Linked DNA regions of Zea mays: all the other regions are linked to region 4. The links are chromatin contacts, called in public Hi-C maps. All regions are on one chromosome and are shown on one strand. The core of a region is the stretch at or near the end of the contact, and the rest is flanking DNA. Distances in the headings are between cores, read along the strand shown. Region 1 has its middle 39 kb from the start of LOC103636105. Region 2 holds the start of LOC103636115. Region 3 holds the start of LOC103636044 (PLATZ transcription factor family protein). Region 4 holds the start of LOC103636073 (1-phosphatidylinositol-3-phosphate 5-kinase FAB1B).

Region 1 (3,394 bases), core at 162-2,661, 280 kb before region 4:
TCAACTATTTATGATAAATTTCCATATGAAGACTCTAGAAACCGCTTCGCTCATCTTTTGTTAGAAACCAAACATCCAAAAAATTAGAATAGAGTTGCTCCATTCTCCTTCACTTCTCAACCAAACATACCCTTAGTCTCCCTAGATTATACGCAAAGCTTGGATTGGTATGGTGCCACTTTGCAAACAAAACCAGGTACTGATGCTCTGAGCTAAATAAAATGCCACTTGACGGCCCACTGATTACAAGTAGTAGCTTGTTGTTAGAGTCCAACTGGTGAAGTGGGACATGATTATTTGACGACTCAGCTCGCCCGATCTCCTTAGCAGAGCAAATCTGCAGACGCAGCGCATTGGAAAATAAAAGTAACACTTGTTTGGGACGCTGACAGCTCCCACTTGCATGTTGTATATATATGTAGAAGAATAGATTAATAGTAATTTGTACGGGGTCGCTGCGTATGATGGCCACCGGATCATCAACTGGAGACTAATATATTGAATTCAGGTCTCCCATCATGGTGGATGGATGGCTTACGGGGAGCTGGCCGGCGGTTTGCGTGATGGAGCTCCGTGTATTGATTTCATACAACATGCCTTATTCTATCTCTGTATCAGCCTACGGCTTAATTTAATCTGAAATGTGATACTATTATATTGTCTATATATGTATTTTTTAAACTATGTATGCGTGCTAAATCAAGTGTTGCCTGGTTTCTCAAGTGCTTCGTATTACATGCAGCCGTACTATCGAAATGATGCTGACATCCAAGAAATGTTTCTATATTTTCTAAGTCATGCCTGCAGTACGTGATGACAAGAATATAACTGCCTTTTCCTCTATCCTGTAACATCCATCTAACTGATTCCATTCCATGGCATATCAATCAAAGCAAATAAATAAAAAAATACAATTTAATGTTAATTTCCAATGATAGATAGATAAGAAAAAGCATCCTAAGTTTTTCTTTAGCCAAGCTTGCGATGGATCGAGTACTGCAATGTAAAAGTTGAGTGAGTGCTTTCTCTGTTTCGTTACTCGAAATGCCCGGGTTGTGAGGGACCATAATCATCATCATCATCATCCCTGAAATTCTTAACGAAAACACTAACCGTTTATATACATCGATTGAAGTGCACAGGCTCGTATTATTTTATTTAGTTCGGCCGGCGGTTTATGGGACGTGTTGAAATCTCACTCCTTTTTTCTTCTTTTCTTTCACTTCATAAAATCGATGATACACTAGCTTCTTCTCTAGTGGAGCTTATCGGCTGCAAGTACAACAACCAGTCCAAAATCGGCCCATATAAATTATGGGCTTTTGTTGAATGATGAAGTTATGCCCAGTTTCGAATGCGCTCGCTTTGCTGGAGTATTCATTTGCGAGTATGGGCCTCCCCGCTACAACAGCCCAGTCGTTCGTGCCACTATTCGATGTTCTTTGCTTGATGCATGCACAAGGGTTCTGCCACTGCTCATCCTATATGGGAAATGACTCAAAGATTCATTCTTGCGTCTCTTATCTCCCAGACCGTTTTTTTTTTGTAATTTAGTCCTTTTTACGAAAAAAATCACATTTAATCCCCAAAAAAAGTATTTCTGTTTTTGTACCTTTATATCGGCGCCATAAGTGGTGTTCCCTATCAGACTAGATATCTTGTTTGGAGAAAGGAGAAATGAGAGAGGACAATACTCAGTGCTCCCCACTGTAGTAGGCGGTGAAGTTGATGGCTGTGTAGTGAAATGGAAGTCGTAGAGGGATTTATTCTTTTCAACAGATTCAAGTTAGGTTCCGTTTCCCATCTTTTTGTCGCAGGTAAGAATTTTTGGGGGCAGTTCCAACTTTGGAAAAAACAACCTATATTTAAATAGATATTCTCATGACTCGTCTAATCATATTACATCTCTTAAAATTTTAGGAATTCTCATAAATCATGTACTGTAGGGGTTTTCTAGGCAGTTAACAGAACAAAGCTTACGGTGAAAACAGAGGCAGTTAACAGAACCAAGCTTTGGAATAGTAAAAGGAGTTCCGGACGGAAAATCTAGTAAGTCCTAGTAGAGCAGTTTTCTCTTTTTTTAAGAACAAAAGAAAGATAACTCAGAGAGCATATGGTACAGAGGGAGAAAGATGGCAGTCAAGGTATGTTCATTATGCGAGTGACGTCGTAGTCGTCGCTGTGACTTGAGCAATTACATGGCTGACTTAGACATCCGTGGCAGGCAGGCAGGCCGGAGTGGGAGGTCGGATATTAGACCTCGGCGCCACTCTTGGCGCCGAGATTTGTCACGTCAGCTGTCAGCTCGGCCTGCACACGCCAGCACGGCCAGCACCTCGGCGTCATAGGCTGTGGCGCCGAGCAGTATTATCTCGGCACCTGTCACACCCGGATTTAATGGACAAAGTCGGGTGCATCTCATACATGCGCCAAAGAAGACAACATATATAATACCATAGTGTATAGAGATAAATGTCACAATATAATAAGAGTACTTATTATATAGCGGAAGTCTTAAAAATAAAAGATAAATATAAAAGGATATAAAATCTATCTTTGGCGCTAGAAAGTCAACTGGGAGACGCCACCTATATCGAATCGAACTCCTCGATGTGTGGCTCCTCTTCAACCACCTGCTATTCTCCTGTGGGGGGTGTGAGACAGCAAGGGTGAGCTCACACATGTTCATCGCTCAACAAGTTGTGGGGAATAATGTGGCATGAACTCACCAAAGGTAGGAGTTCATGTGTTGTGTAAGGCTGATCAATAAAATAAAGGTTGAAGCTGAGCATTGCTTTTATAAGTTGGTCAAAGTTTTATTAGCAATTACTAAGTATAAGTAAATACCAAACCTTAGTAATAATAAGTAAAAGTAATAATAAAATAATCCCAATGCGATGCAAATGACAAATTGAGTTTTAATTCCATAGATTAATCATGTGAGGGTCCGAGCCGCTCATGACCGTGAGCACGGCTAGTATACCAGTTTTACACTCTGCAGAGGTTGCACATCTTTACCCACAAGTCATGCTACCCATCTGCCAAGGGGTCATGAATCACATACACCTCTACCAAGGAAGCGAGGCAGGGTAACACTACGAGGCCTTTACAAAGTTCTACTAGCTTCAGAAAACCCACTACCATTTCTAGGAAGCTCCAATGCAGGGATCTCTCGCCTGACCGCCATCGTAGCAAAATCAATCCAAGGACCTCCCTACACTGACCACTCCCCTACTGCCCTTGCCCCTTTCGGGTAAGGTAGTCATCCACTAGCTTTCCTAATTAGTCAGCCAAGGGCATCCCATACTATCCTTGTGGTAGCACTGTTTTTCCGGGTGGTTCTCCATTTTCCCATTAACATAATGATCTTATCATTAACATAAATAACATAATA
Region 2 (3,074 bases), core at 280-2,779, 330 kb before region 4:
CCTGGCAGCTCTGCTTCTTTGGGTTTGGACTTCCAGCAGCAGAACCCAGTAAAGGACATGGACTGGACGCGTCCTCGTTGATCTCTCTGAAATCAGTTCTCTTTGAACAAGCATCACAACAAGTTCATCTGAAGCTGAACTAGACGCGAGTGTGCTTCATGCCTTTCTGGCTGCAGCAAGTCGTCATGGTCACCTTCTCTTTTTATGGCAATATTTCTTGATGAGCAGAGCACCACAACAGTTCATCGAATGCTTGTAGAGAAGAGGAGGTTTCTCAACACCAACAACGTGGAGCGGGATGGATTTGAACAAGAATGTTATTCCTTTTTGCCAGAGCAGACAGATGAGAAAACAAAAGGGAAGCAACAATCCTTGGAAAACTTGCCATCATCCCTCTCCTTCCCTCCTGCTACTATGCTACAAAACATCTCATCCCGCCCACCATCCTCATGATGCCTCCTCTACCAAAGAGGAGGAGAGGAGGAACAAAGTTTCCCCCACCCACCCATTTCTCTACACAAACACACCCACCCTTATTTCTCGTGCTTCCTTTTTTTTTAGTTTTGTCATGTTTATCTTACAGCGTCCGCCGGTTCCTCCAGCTGGATTTTTTTTTTGTTTCGTCACTAGACTAGACGGAACGACGGATCCGCACCGCGCGCCCATCATGCGACGACGATGCCGGTGGTGAAGAAGATCTGCCCGCCGCCGCTGCACGGCGAGCCGGCCACCATCTCAGCGGCCGACTTCCTGGGCACGTCGGCGGCCGCCGCGCGGCGCTTCCGCTCCTTCTCCTCCTCCGCCTCCCGGAACTCGTCGCTCACGATGGCGTGGTACCGGCACTCCATGCTGCAGAAGGCGCGCTCCCCGCGGTACATGAAGACGTCCTTCCCGTCCAGCGCCCGGCGGCACATGTCGCAGCACGAGAGGAACTCCGCCACGCGGAACGCCGCTCCACCGCCGCCGCCGGCCCGGCCGGACACCGGGCCGCCGCACAGACTGGTGGCGCACCGCCCGCTGCACGCGAGCTCCGATACCTCCAGCCGCGCCGCGCGCCGCGGGATGGACACCCGCGGCGCGGCGGCGGCGCCGGCGCCGGGCAGCGGGCCCTCGGCCTCCAGCGCCGCCAGGATCCCGAGCCCGACGCCTCCGACGGCGTCGCGGTGGCGCCACCCACGGGGCGACGCGCGGTCCAGCGGGCTCGTCGGCGACGGAAGGCCGTCGTGCTTCCACTGGGGGATCTCTAGTTTGCGCGCCATGCTCCTCGCCTTCTCCACTATGCCTCGCTGTTGGAAACGGAAGAAGAGGGGAGGGGAGGAGGTTCGCGCTGGCCGTGCGCCCGTGCCCGTGCTCCGGTGTCCTTGGCTGGCAAGCTGCTCCTCTATGCGGACCAGAGGAGGAGATCAGGAGAGGTTGGAGGGCGAGGAAGTGGGAGAGAGGGTGAGTGGTTTCCTGTATTTGTAGCCCCTGCAATGGCGGTTTCCAGCCTTCCTGTGGGTTTTCTTTTCCTGCTGATAGACCTTTTCTTTTATTTTCATTACTTTTTTCTGTGTGTATACGTGCTATCCCTTTCCCTTCTTGCGGTCCGGGTTATGACTATGTCCAATAGTCTTTCTATTTTAAAATCACTGTATAAATAATCTCTCTATATCAAAATAATAATCATTTTAACTCTAGATTTTATGTTCATATTCATATGAATAATTATGAACCTAGATATATATATATATATATAAAAACTATACATTAATTATTGTATGAATTAATTATTGTGTGAATCTAGTAATTTGGGACGTAGGGAGTAGTGTTTTACATATTAATTATTGTATGAATTAATTATTGTGCAACGGTCACCGTATTAGGTGGCTAGTTCTTTTTTTCGGGTGGGCACCGGACTGTCCGGTGACCTCTCCTAACTGTTGATGAGCTGACGTGGTTAGCGTTGATCCCGCTGTCGACCGTTGGGTCGCCTAAGAGTTGTTGGTCGTCTGCCACTGGACATGTCTGGTGCACACCGGACTGTCTGATGAAGCCCAGTCTAACCTAAGTTTGGCTCTTTTGAGCTGAACTCCTTCATTTTTTCTCGACTGTTTTTGTGAGGTTCTCTAACACTTAGACAAACATAGTTAGCCACTGGAACAATCGACTAAATGATGGGTTCATACCCCCCTTCACTTCTTTTCTCTAGGATTTATGTTTTACCTCAAACAGAGCTCCAAATGACACTTTCTCTATAAACATGGTTTAGAGAGCAAAACTAAAGTTCCATATGCATAGTAGAAGGTGTATGCAACATTGCTTCTTTTGGCCTGTTTGAGGTCGATGTTGGATTCCAAAACTCCAAGTCTCCAAGACTTGATCTAGATTGCTATCTAGGAGCTCTAACACTCTGCAAAGGTCACACAGAACATATCCAAACACAAGAACACCCCAACTAAAAGTCAGAAAGAACTTAGCTCTTTTGGGTTGCTTCTAAGTTCTGGATTTGACATTACTCCTCCTTCTAGCGACCTTGCTTTACATCTTCAACTTGATCTTGAGTCTTATGACTTACACTGCATAAATATAGATGTTTCCTCATTGGTTGTAAGTCACATACTTAGATAGTGATCCTCGATTTACCATAGCTCTTCTCAACTCAATCAACCTTGACTTTGCAAGTCTTCTTCTTTACCCTTGGCTTTGGGTTCCTCAGCCTCCTTGACCTTCTACCGTGCACTCGGTACCTCGAAGCTCTTCTTGTTTCCATCCTTGGCTTGATCAGCTGTCTCTAAGATATGATCGCGGAGACTCACTTAAGCATTATTCTTCACTCGTGATGTCCACAACCATAATCAACTCAACATTTGGACCATAACTCTTGAACACTTGTGTTGAACTTTACAAGCTCTATACTAAGAACATGTCCAATACGTAACAGACCTGTCAGCCCTTTAATTGGGTTGTCATCCAAATCACCAAAACCCACAAGAGAGCTTTCAAGATCCTTACGAGGACTTAGGTTCTTTGATTGAGTAGAAAGAGAGGGCTCGAGCTTGATCTTTGGAATCATTCGAGGGGTTGAAAGAGACCCA
Region 3 (3,178 bases), core at 361-2,860, 390 kb after region 4:
TATAGATAGATACCTATGATAACTTTGCGGGACTTTATTTTAAAAAATAGGTAAAATAAGTTGCACGGATCCGAAAACTAAAGCATGTGTATCTATCTAGATCTAAAATTGTTAATGAGTGCTATCTAGATCTAAAACTGTTAAATAGTGCTTTCTACTAGCAACCTTTTTATATTCTATTTTTGTTGGACTGTAGATCCATCATGGCTTATATGTTTGTTTCCTAGGTTTAGTTCAAGACCTTTTTCTCATGAGCACATATGAACCATGGTACACGTGTGTAGCCAATTGTTTTGGAATGTGCTATTAAAGGGTTTTTATGTGTTATTGTGTCCGTACATATGTTTGTATTTTAGGTAATGACTAGGGATCCTTAAACCAGAAGCACATATGCAACAAAAACAGTTGTAGTGGCTTTAGTTTTAAAAACAGTTGAAATAAGTTGCAAGGATCCAAAAACCAGAGGCCGTTACAACCGTTATTGTTGCATATGTGCCTATATATGGTCGAAATATCCCTTACTACCTGAAACACAAACATGTATGAACACGACAACGCATAAGAAACCCTTTAATAGCACGTTCCAAAATAATTGGTTACACACGTGTACCACGACCCATACATGCTCATGAGAAAAAAAGTAGATCTTGAACTAAACTTAGGAAACAAACATATATATGCCATGGTGGACCTACAGTTGAATGAAATTGGAATAGAAAAAGGTCGCTCATAGAAAGCACCGGTTAACAATTTTAGATCTAGATAGATACCCATGATAACCTTGTGGGGCATTACTAACTAAAAACTAGCTAGGTAAAAGAAGTCGCACGGATCCAAAAACTAGAGACCGTTAACCGTTATTGTTGCGTACGTGGCTCTAGTTGAAATATCCCATTAGTACCTAAAACGCAAACCATGTATGGACATGATAACGTGCAAGAAATGTTTCGGCAACACGATCCAGAGCTGTCGATTACACACGTGTACCTGAAACGCAAAACATGTACGAACATAATAACGCGCAAGAAACGTTTCGGCAACATGATCCAGAGCTGTCGATTGCACACGTGTACTACGGTTCATACGTCCACGAGGGAAACCGGAGATCTGAAACTAAACTTAGAAAAAAAACAATCATATAAGCCATGATGAATTTATAGCCTAACATACTAGGATGGGGAAAAAAGTCGCTCAAGAGGGATAGAGACCCTTTTTCAAGGAGATCAGAAGCTATATATTGCCTGGATTTATAGAGCACAAATAAACATCTAGATATGGATGAATATGAACCAGCTACTATACTGTGGTAGAAATTCGTTCTACGCACGCACGGATCCATCGAGAGCGGCAGAAGTGTTTCTCATGTATATTACCTTGTTGGTTGCGGTGCAAGAGGAACCTATGCAAGACATGTTGCCGTGCTGCTGGAGAGTGTGTTCTCTCGATCTCACAGCTCACTAGCACAGTCGTAGCATCTATGTATCTTGTGTTTTACTACTGGTTCCTCTCTCTCGCCGGAGGAAATCTGGAAAGCTGAGCCGCGCGATGGGGCCAAGATAGAGGATGATTATAAATAGGGAAACTCAGAAGGGGGAAATATAATGGCTTTTGTTTAATTAATAACACAACATAGTGTTAACGTGGCTATATCTCTCTCGTTTTAATTAATTTGTAAAAGAATCCTGAATCAGTTAATCACGGCCGTCGGTGAACTGACCTACCAACCAATCCAACGGTGTAGCCTCACGTACGCGACACCGTGATGTCGTGTGTGCCGCCGTTCCAACGAGCGGAGCCGGAGAGTGGTCAGGTCAGGTTTGATGACAGGACAGGACCAGCCAGAGAAGAGATGCCGGGCGGCCCATGCATATGCTCACGTTGAGCGCGAGGCGAGTCCGCGTGCTCGAGTTGAGCGTGAGCTAGAGCCGACGCCGTTGGTTGCAGACGCAGTTCGCGGGTGGCGCCAGCTTGGAGCCGCGCTGCTTGCGTTGCGCCTCAGCCGGTCAAGGCGTACGTTTCTACAGCGCTTTCTCTACTCATTCAATGTGCCCGGATGTCAGTTGCACTGCTTTTTAGCAGCGCTAAACTTTTGAATTCAGAGCGTGGTTTCGTCGAAGCACAGGTGATGAGAGAAAGGGGGACCGGTGGGGAAAATAATAAAAAAACTTGTGTTAAATATAGAATGGTATGTACGTTAAAGATAGAAAGTTAGATATAAAGTTGTATACGTTAAAAATAGAAAGTTACATATATTTATATAATAGAAAAGAGTTATGCTCTTACCACTATATAATCCATCAGTTTAAACTTTGCAAAAATCACACAACCAAATCACCCCATACTCATTATCCCCACTAAATTCACCTAACATATTGTACTCAAACTTAACACACTATCAAAATCAACGGTCCAGATAGTTGAATAACTCATCTCCCTTCCCCATGAACTACTTTATATGAATCATCCCTCATCCCTTCCCTTCCCTTCCCTTCCCTTCCCCCTCTCCTCACTTGCTCCACCGCCATCATCGATCATCTCCTCGGGATCGTGTGTAACACATGCTATATAGTAGTCATATGAAAGTTTAGGGTTCTGTCACTTAATTTAGGCACTGTTGAATTCAGAGCGTTGTTTCGTGGAAGCAGAGGTGATGAGGGGATGGGGGACCGGCCGGGAAAATAATAATAATAATAAAACTTGCGTTAAATATAGAATGGTATGTACGTGAAAGATAGAAAGTTAGATATAAAGTTGTATACGTTAAAGATAGAAAGTTACACATATTTATATAATAGAAAAGAGTTATGCTCTTACCACTATATAATCCATCAGTTTAAACTTTGCAAAAATCACACAACCAAATCACCCCATACTCATTATCCCCACTAAATTCACCTAACATATTGTACTCAAACTTAACACACTATCAAAATCAACGGTCCAGATAGTTGAATAACTCATCTCCCTTCCCCATGAACTACTTTATATGAATCATCCCTCATCCCTTCCCTTCCCTTCCCTTCCCTTCCCCCTCTCCTCACTTGCTCCACCGCCATCATCGATCATCTCCTCGGGATCGTGTGTAACACATGCTATATAGTAGTCATATGAAAGTTTAGGGTTCTGTCACTTAATTTAGGCACTGTTGAATTCGGAGCGTTGTTTCGCGGAAGCAGAG
Region 4 (3,283 bases), core at 192-2,691:
AGTGCCATAAAGAATGTTGCTCGTGTCGAGCGAGGCGCCCACGGTGGTTGTGCCCCTACTCCCATCCATCGCACTAGCCCCATTTGCAGCTTCCGCAGCAACACTCTCTAAGCTTTCGTAGCATGCCGATTTCATCCATGATACTTGCAGTGTTGGATAGCCTCCTGTCTGAAAAAAGCAACATAGTACAAGGAGGTTTCTAAAACCTGCAAAAACGACAACAATAGAAGAACAACACGATGGCTGACATACACCTTTGCACCTATCAATAACTATATACTAACTATATACAACTACACAACAATCTTTAAGCTAAAATTTGAACTAAAACTACATCAACAATCTTTAAACTAAAACTACAACAACAATCTTTATTTTGACTAAAATTTGAACTAACGATATATAAAATTTGAAAACAACAACAACTACATACTCACCTATCACGCATTGGCGACGGGGCGGAGGGCCGACCAGTGGTAGTGGTCGGCGCTGCCGGAGGCGAGGAAGGTGCGCCGGCACGGGTGGTCGCGGGCGCTGGCGGTGGTGAGGCGGCGACGCACGTCGAGATGACGGCGTCAGAGGGGAAAGAGTGGCGGCAAAACGAAAAGAAATTGCAACGGGCGCGAGGAGGAGAAGCGGCCACGGGTTTATACAATCGAGCTCGCCACCAAGATATGTTGCGCCGAGCTCGGTGTCACGTCGGCGCCACGACGTCCGAGCTGTGGCAGCGCGACACGTGACTCGGCTAGGGGTGGGCATTTTTTATCGTAAACCGAAAACCGAACCGAGCCAAAATTTCGGTTTTTTGAAGTTCGGTTCGATTTCGGTTTTTACATCTGAGAATTTCGGTATTCGGTATCGTAATCGGTTTTTATCGTATACCGAACCGAAATACCAAAAAACCGAATACCAAACTTTATGAATTCAAAATTTTGACTATTTGATTATGTGAATTAAATGTGTAATGCAATCAAATTGTTATTCACTTATTTGTATGTGATGTATGATATGTTTTTAAATATTTATACCTATATAATTTTTACTTTTTAAAATTATGTGTAATGTGTTGTCATGTACCCTTATTGAGTATAAGTTTGGTGTTCGTTTTTTACCAAAACCGAAACCGAACTTATCGTTTTTTATTTTTTTAGAAAACCGATCGGTTTCTAATATTTAAAAAACCGAAGTTTTTGAAAACCGAAAAACCGAACCGAAGTTCCAAAAAAACCCGAATGCCCAGCCCTAGACTCGGCGCCATAGGATGTGGCGTCGAGCGGTGTTACCTTGACGCCATAGCTTGTGGAGCCGAGTAAATGGTCCAAAAATTAAATTAAGTCGTCTAAGTTTAAACGTGAAATTTCTCTGAAAAAAGGACCAAAATAAAAAAAATTTGGCCATATCAAGCACTTATGTGGACCGCAAAAAAAAAATTGTATTGACGTCAATTTGAACGAAGGGAAGACGAGGCTTTCCCAGGAGCCTTCTGCGGGCCCTCCGCGACTTCCTCACCTATCGGCTCCACCGGTCAATCCCAAAGCCACGAAAATTATAATCCAGTATATACTACAAAAAAGAGCAGCAGCCAAAATAATAAAAATAGAAACAAACTCGCCTTTTTTTCTCTCTCCTCCCACCCCGGCGCTCCCTCCCTCCCGCTCCTCCGCCGAGGTCTGTGATCTTCTGCCGCTCCTCCGATTGGATTCCTCCTCCTCCGGCGTTGCCCGGCCCCGCGCCACCGGGCTCCTCTCCTCTCCCGATCGGACCGGACCGCACCGCGCCGGGCGTGCCCTTTGGCGCTGCCGCCAAATGCCCGGCGCGCGCGGCGCTGCCGCCCCGCCCCCGCTGCCTCGCTGCGACACGGGTGCGGGGCGCGACGTAGGATTCTGACACCGGGGATCTTTGCGCGGTGGAGTTCTGGGCCCCTCCTCCGTGGACCGTGGCGGTGCCTCGATTAGCAAGCGGCGCGCGCCTGTCGCTCGACCGATCCTGCTCGCGCTTCCTCGGATTCCGATGCAATGCGCACCGCGGGCCGCGCGGCTCCTCTTCTGACCGATCTCGGAGGAGCTCTGAGGTATTGTCCCTGCCCACATTACTACGTCGTCTATCTTGCTGATCGCCTACAATACACAGTGGCGTGCCGTTTGTACTTTGGTACTGATTTATTTGGCCGCGTTACATAGTGTATATATGCTTGGGTTTTCAACTCAAGCATCAACGCTTTATTTCTCTGTTCTTTAGGTGCCAGCGTTATCGTTGTTTTATGCTTTTAAATTTAGCGAAGGACTTGCCATGTTGACACCGAACTACTTGCCCGGTTTTGGTCCAATATAGTTCATTATTATGTCAGATGGGGATAGGGCAGTGTATAAATGCATCACAGTTTTGAGATTGTCGACTAATTTTATCGTACTGTCATTCTATTGCAATATTTGTTGAGGAAATTCATGCTGCAAATGGAACACGGCCATTCTTTCTGGTGCGAGAATCCAAAGGAAAATTGTATGTTTGTTCAGGGTGCATTGAATTTTCCTGCTTCTTTTTGTTGGTTAGTTCGTTGTAACGAGTGCCTTTATCTCTTTCTAGATTTCTGTCGCATCAGATGAGGATGCAAGTATGAAGGTTTCTTTGAGGTGGTACAGTTTTAGCTGCCAATGGAGGACCCAAATAAAACGTTTTCTGACGTAGTTAAGCTTTTGACATCATGGCTGCCGCGACGCTCCAACCCAGATAATGTCTCCCGGGACTTCTGGATGCCCGATCACAGCTGTCGAGTTTGCTATGACTGTGATTCACAATTCACCATATTCAACCGCAGACATCATTGTCGTCGCTGTGGGCGAATTTTCTGTGGTAAGTGCACTGCAAACTCCATCCCAGTTTCAAGTGGCCCTGACAGAAATGTCGATGAGGGGGACAGGATACGTGTCTGCAACTTCTGCTTCAAGCAATGGGAGCAAGAAAGAGTCACTTCCCTCAAACCGGTGCTGCCGGTGCTCACCCCTTCCCTGTCTGAGACGAGTTTGTTCAGCACCAAGTCAGCTATCACCATCAATAGTGTTACCACAACGGCAGGCTCTTACTCTAATGGGAATTATCAGCATGTGAGCTGTGTTACCAGCACTAGTCCTCCAAAGTGTTGCCATGACAAGACCTCCCATAATATGCAAGACACTCATGCTCCTGAGAAATGTATGTCCACTGTTTCAAACAAAGATGACTCTTCAGTTCAGTTTGGCTACTACACAAACAGGTATTCTGTTTGAAACCTCATACGGTATAATAT

Evidence for each region. Hi-C and Micro-C count contacts between places; a contact is called where the count stands out from the background.
Region 1: a Hi-C map of ear shows a contact between it and region 4, with 3 times the contacts expected there. The contact joins the enhancer-like site here to the promoter of LOC103636073 in region 4. A contact is called at or near these places in 5 of 25 Hi-C or Micro-C datasets (ear and leaf).
Region 2: a Hi-C map of leaf shows a contact between it and region 4, with 5 times the contacts expected there. The contact joins the promoter of LOC103636115 here to the promoter of LOC103636073 in region 4. A contact is called at or near these places in 3 of 25 Hi-C or Micro-C datasets (ear, leaf and tassel).
Region 3: a Hi-C map of leaf shows a contact between it and region 4, with 6 times the contacts expected there. The contact joins the promoter of LOC103636044 here to the promoter of LOC103636073 in region 4. A contact is called at or near these places in 7 of 25 Hi-C or Micro-C datasets (bundle sheath, ear, endosperm and 2 more).

Annotation. Positions count from the first base shown.
Region 1 is chr1:70,373,933-70,377,326 of Zm-B73-REFERENCE-NAM-5.0, reverse strand. No RefSeq gene overlaps it. Among protein-coding and RNA genes, the nearest start is that of LOC103636105, 39 kb to the left of the region's middle. Within about 2 kb of position 1,411, at least 16 of the 20 cell types and tissues checked have an H3K27ac peak or open chromatin away from gene starts, as enhancers often do. A contact at or near this core is called in ear and leaf, where this site is marked.
Region 2 is chr1:70,417,662-70,420,735 of Zm-B73-REFERENCE-NAM-5.0, reverse strand. LOC103636115 reads right to left here and starts at 1,529. Exons shown (of 1, transcript XM_008658482.2): 1 at 300-1,529. The coding sequence starts at 1,259. The coding sequence ends at 666.
Region 3 is chr1:69,704,430-69,707,607 of Zm-B73-REFERENCE-NAM-5.0, reverse strand. It overlaps LOC103636044 (PLATZ transcription factor family protein), which reads right to left and starts at 1,610. Exons shown (of 4, transcript XM_008658404.4): 1 at 1,374-1,610. The coding sequence starts at 1,412.
Region 4 is chr1:70,091,908-70,095,190 of Zm-B73-REFERENCE-NAM-5.0, reverse strand. LOC103636073 (1-phosphatidylinositol-3-phosphate 5-kinase FAB1B) reads left to right here and starts at 1,441. Exons shown (of 12, transcript XM_008658432.3): 1 at 1,441-2,071; 2 at 2,584-3,250. The coding sequence starts at 2,652.